Regions from separate parts of the Dromaius novaehollandiae genome. Here region 1 is linked to region 2. Evidence: chromatin contacts called from public Hi-C data. All regions are on one chromosome and are shown on one strand. The core of a region is the stretch at or near the end of the contact, and the rest is flanking DNA. Distances in the headings are between cores, read along the strand shown. Region 1 overlaps LOC112989905 (a long non-coding RNA gene). Region 2 overlaps LOC112989905 (a long non-coding RNA gene).

The links. A called contact is a pair of places that touch in the nucleus more often than the background predicts.
Region 1: a Hi-C map of brain shows a contact between it and region 2, with 4 times the contacts expected there. The contact joins two enhancer-like sites. A contact is called at or near these places in 2 of 4 Hi-C or Micro-C datasets (brain and liver).

Annotation. Positions count from the first base shown.
Region 1 is chr5:23,686,409-23,689,163 of bDroNov1.hap1, forward strand. The region is part of intron 2 of LOC112989905 (a long non-coding RNA gene); the gene reads right to left. Among named protein-coding and RNA genes, the nearest start is that of SEL1L, 34 kb to the right of the region's middle. Within about 2 kb of position 1,308, at least 1 of the 2 cell types and tissues checked has open chromatin away from gene starts, as enhancers often do.
Region 2 is chr5:23,600,052-23,603,056 of bDroNov1.hap1, forward strand. All of the region lies in intron 7 of LOC112989905 (a long non-coding RNA gene), which reads right to left. Among named protein-coding and RNA genes, the nearest start is that of SEL1L, 120 kb to the right of the region's middle. Within about 2 kb of position 1,595, at least 2 of the 2 cell types and tissues checked have open chromatin away from gene starts, as enhancers often do.

The DNA.
Region 1 (2,755 bases), core at 58-2,557, 86 kb after region 2:
GCACCTAAGATGTGAAAAGACATGCCTTTATTTTCAAGCACAATGTAGTTATCTGCAGAATGGCACAGAGCATGATCTCATGAAAGCAAAAAGGAGAAAGCAAAGGCAAGATGACCTTTTATTCTTGCAAATTCTTTTTAGACTTGAGCACTTCCATTTCCATTTCTTGAGTCCTCACCCAATCCACCTCCTTACCATCACAAGAGCCTTCTCTGCAGCCCAACTAAGGTAAAGTTGCTGCTTCTCATGCTCTGCACCATCTTTTTCCCTTTAATTTTCAGCCTCAGCTGGAAGTGTTCTCCATCAGCGGTTCTGCTGCCAGTCTTATGCCTAATTGCTTTAATTAAAAGGCCAGAAGGTGTGACTTGAGTCTTATCATCAGGTTTGACATAATTAGACTCCTGGAGTCAGTGTCAAATGCTGACAGGGCTGCCTCAACCTTTCATCCTTCTAAGGCAGCTATAGGCAGTACCATAGAACATGCTTTATAGTAGGAACCCTTTCTGATAAAAGCATTAGAAAAAAGGTTTTGTCTTCTTGAGACATGAAAGAGCCCCTAGTGCTTTTTATAAGAGTCCAGATTTGTTTTAGTAACCTCAGCCAAAGCAGCCCTAACATCCACACCAGAAGTAGCTTTATTTTAGTAATACCAAGTGTATGAAGTTGAAAATTGTCTAGTGATCCTCTGGAACAAAAAGCAGTATGTAAATAGCAAAGCTATTTACACCCTATAGGGGGCCACTTGTTAACTAAAATGGGAAAAGTCAAAGGGGAAGAAGAGGTCATTGCATACTCCAATATTCACCTGCACTTGTCAGTATCAACTAAGTATGCAAGATCAAAACAACTGAAAAAATGGAACAAGATTGTTTTCAAGGTGTGTCAAGTCCCAGTACACAGTTGACAGCTGGGTATGTGCCCCTGAGCTTTGCCAGTCAGAACCACTGCAGGTCATAGATATGGCTTTAGTCTCTTAACCACCATGTTTTCTCCAACTCTCCTCTTGCAGATTAGCTCCTAGCTTTTTCCGAAATTTTTAAAAGCTGCTGCTGGATGCATCACTTTCACAAAGCAGGGGACATTGGAAGATCCTTGTATTAATGATTTTTGCTTGTTGTATAAAGGTGATACCACTACAAACACAGACAAGCAGCTAAGCAGCTAAAAGGATTGTGTCTGTAAGACCAAATTAAACAGGACATACACATTACTGAAAACTCAAAGCCAGGCACTTGAAGTAGAACAAACTACTATGTACCGTGGTTAAGTTAACTATATCTGTGTAAGCAGTTACCATAAAAGAATGCATCTGTGCCACTGCTGAGGTGCAAGCCTTAGAACCGAGCATTTCTATGCTCCCTATTTCTCCAACAGTGGTGGCATACTGCCATCAAGTGGGGAACATGCAAAGGAAGGAAAAGGATAAAGATGGTCAAAGATGTACTAACACAGAAACCAAAATAAGCAAGCAGTTCTAGAATTGTGAATCCCCAATATTCACATACTAGGGGACAATTCCAAAGTAATGCACAGACATTCTACTGGAATATCACTTATACCCCATGGAGACTATGGTCTATAGTCATAGAGACTAAGATGGTCTCATATTGGTAAGGGGTACACCACATGCACCAAAAGCTTGTAATCAGACCAAATTAAGCCATGTGAAGAGATACTGAAAGTAATCTGAATTATCAGAAAAAGGAGAATCTTTTTCCAGGGGAAGATGGCAGTTAAGTTCTGCAAATAAGTCACTACTTTAAGTGATTCAAAAGAATTACTCAGAAGTGCATGGTTCTCTAAAGGCACACAGAACTCTACAGATGTATCCTTCCTCAGGTTAGTTTGGTTTTACAATCACAGGCACTTAAACAACTGAACAGCAAGACTTCGGCCACTGAGCATACTAAATGAATTACTACCTCATCTTAAGCCACAGGTTTTAATTCACTGGGGAATGCAGCACCCATTTCTGCTTAGAGGCTGTGAAAGGATTTTATTTACTCTGTTTTCCTTTTGCATAGCCAAAAGCTACTAGGGCCTGGAGAGGAACCTCTTCCCTCTTAAAAAATAATGCAGGTGTGATGAGAAGAGAAAGTACTGCTGAACCCTCAGCCAGCTGCAGCCACCTGTAATGCCTCACCTGAGGCAGATGAGGCCAACAGTTCAGCATGGCTGGTTCTGATGAGGGAGCAGAAGGGATATTCCCACACAGAGAGAGGTTCTCTCACTTTAGTGTCCACACTGCCAAGTTCAGAAGAGGACAGGAAAGTTTTCTGAGGTGTTTTTTTTTGGCAGGGGGGACAAAGGTATTCCTCTGGTAGCCTTTAACCAATGAAATTCAGGCATGGGCTTTGGATAAATGGTATGAAATGAGACTGATCTATCCATTAAAAAAACATGTCACCAAGTGGCATTATTCATGTTTTATGAGTTCAAATGTGCTTTATATGTCACCGAGTGTTTCCATTAACTCTCAGGCACAAAAGGAAATGTTCGCATTTTGGCAGCAGGTTGCGGACAGCATGTACAATCAATCAGAAACTGGGAAAAGCATGGCTGAGGGCTGCCATTCTCAGCAGCAGTCACTAACTGGCAGGCTTGCAAAGCTGTCTCAAAGACCAAGGTTCATCTGTTGTACACACACCCTAGGCAGATCCAGTAGAGCTAATGAAGAGGTTAGTCCATTCAGAATGACCTATTTGTTACCATAAACAAGAACAAAATCCTTTTTACACATACAGGGCTGCCAAGC
Region 2 (3,005 bases), core at 345-2,844:
TCTTCTGAGCCTACACCGCCCAACATAGGGAATTAACCACAGCTTTAATGAGGAATTAAATGAGAAAGGAACTTAATGATTTACATTTGCGGCCTGAGTGGCAAAGACCAGTTTAACCTAGCTGATTTCAGTGCTCCCAGAGTGGAAGAGAGGAATCTGGTACTCCTAAGAAAATCAAGACAGCCACCTTTCTGCAGTACATATAGCATCTGTTCTTTTGGATTGGCGCTGTACAGTGCTGAATCTACCATTTTTGTTTCATTTAAAATTCAGCACTTCTCCTTCCATGTTGCAGTACATAAAATAGAGCTGTTATTTTTAATACTTTCCCTCCCCCATAACACAGCTTCTAATTAGGCAGCTGCAATTATATGTAGGTGTAAAAAGCAGACTACGCATTGTGAAAGCATCAGCATTTATCACACTGAAGTATATGACTTTACAGCAAGATTTTTCCACAGAGCACACAGGAAGGTATCAGAGAGGTACAGAATAGAAAACCCCCATAAAAACGTTATTTATAGAATGGAAAGATACTGTTTTTAAAGCTGCTGAGCAGAGAGACATCAAAATGGTCAAAACCTTACCCAGCTATTCAAGAGTCCTGCCTCTGCCACTGATTGGCACCAGATGCTCAAAAGGAAGGTTTGCACACAAAACATTTGCCTCAAGCTTAAAGGTCCTGGTGAAAGGCTGGAAATCTAAAATATTCCCAGGCTCTGAGAAGGCTTCCATAGCATCTCACAGCAGAAGAGCACCCAGTAACTGTCTTCTTTCCTCATCCACCTTCATCTCAGCCTCCATTTCAAAATTTAGTTGTTGGTTTTAGGCCTTGAGGAAAAAGATTCCACAACCTTCCTCAAAAACACCCAAAGGGACTGGTATTACTTATGAAAATTTCTGGTCATTTTGTTATTCAGATGAATATTCTTTTTTCATATATTGAGATGTTATTGCCTTCAGTGATGCTCTGCTGCAATCATTTCCGTGGTGTACTCACTTGTGGGAAAAACAATTATCACTGTTTTGAATTTCAGACATATTTTTCTACAGAAAAGTGCTAATATTAGTAACTTATCATTTTGAACAGTCATGGAACACACTAGAAAAAAAATGTGCATTAGAGCAATAAAGAGGAATGCTTTTGCTGGATATATGCTTTCCCCAGAGAGATTGTTCAACAGCCTTGTATCCCACCCAAGACATATCCAAATGCCTATTCCCCAGCTGTCCACCTGCTTCTCTCCTGTTTCATGCTCTACCCATTTTGATTTCTATCCATTGGTGCAAATAGTAAAATGGCCTTTACTTCTTGGAGATATATTTAGGTGGGCTTCATTCTGACACTTTCGGGTGAAAAGGAAGGCATTTCAAATTGTGTAGGAGACCTACACTTGTACTGTCTCATTGGAGAGAACAGCCCAGAAAAGCAATCGTTAGAGGGTTTTTTGTTTGTTTTTGTTTTTTAAAGCAACTGTTTATTCTGGTTGGAGGTCAAATTTACGACTTCCCCTTTCGCTAATGCTTACTAGCCAGCTGCGGCACTTGGCAGCAGTTGGTATTTGTTGTTCCTCACCTCGTTACCACGATAAGTGTTTTGCAGCAGAGCTTGAGCTGACATCTGAACCAGTCTGCGGCTGGAAGGATCCAGCCTCTTTCTACCATAGCTATATTTAAAGAAAAGAAGAAGTAAAAGGAAGAGCAGTAAAAATTTTATTTTAAATAGCAGCTATGACTTGAAGCAAAAAAGAGAGCAGATAAGTTGTATAGGAAGTTGCTGCTTTTTAGCCACTTCTATGATTATTATGGTACTTAAAACTCCATTTATTACAGTTTTTTTCTTTAATGCTAAAAATTATCTTTAGAATCCTGATTCACTGCAAGATACAAGACAGTAAGTTTTCTGATTCCCGCAAAATGACTACGGAAACTGTAGCAAGTAACTGGCTTAACAGACAATCAGAATACATTTAGGCCAACAAACTAGAACATTAACAGTTATAACACAGCTGAAGTTTGGTTTCTTAACGTGCACACAAATGCACACACATGCATGAGCACACAAATATGCAAATACAAGGTTGGAGCTGCTTTTTCAAGCCGTGAGGCAAATGCATGGAGGATCTCCTCTGTCTAAACACAGAGGACCAGTCTACCTCTCTTGTAAATTCACTGAAGACAGGGGAATTACACCAGGAAGAGGTTTGACCCAGAATGTCAACAGTTTTGAGAAAGAGCAGCTTTTATTTATTATGCAATTATTCACACAAAGGGACTTGCTTTTCTCTTTTAAGAGGCTGTGTCATGCAGTTTGACATCTGCTGCTTTTTCTGCAAAAGCTGCTTTCCTAGTTTGGGTGATGGCAGAACAAGCAGTATCAGGGACATACATACTTGCTTGATTTGCCTGTGTTTGCAGTAAGAAAATACAAGCTTGCAAGTCAGCCATACCAAAATACGTTGAGTATTCAAGGATACCTGAGAAGCAGGGGTTCCTCCTGCCTTGGTGAAGAAAGATTGAAATGAATTGTGATGCATCTCCCTTGCACTCAGTGTTCTGCTCTTTTTAGACCTCATTCCTCCCCCTTTCTTTCTTTTATAATATTTCAGTTCCTTTGGGTACTAGCAGCACACCTTCCTCCTAGCGTACATCTAAAACACTCAATAAAAGAGGGCCAAGGAGTCCTCCCTGGCCCCAAGGCAAGTCATTCAGCCTGGCTCATATATCCTTTGGTTAGAACTAGCTTCCCCCAGAATATACTGGCCTTACTCATGCTGCACAGCACCTCTCCCTGGGTCTCCTTTGGATTGTATTTGGTTTCGCTACAGTCCCAAAACATAATTATGGTTTTTTTGTGCATTTTTCCCAAATAGGAGCCAAAGAACAAACAAACACACACATGTAGTAGGGATGGCAATAGAAAGGCAATACCTTAGGTTCCTCTTTGGCCCTCACTTATTTAACAGCATAGACAAATGTATTTTGACTGTCCCCATTCCCATAAT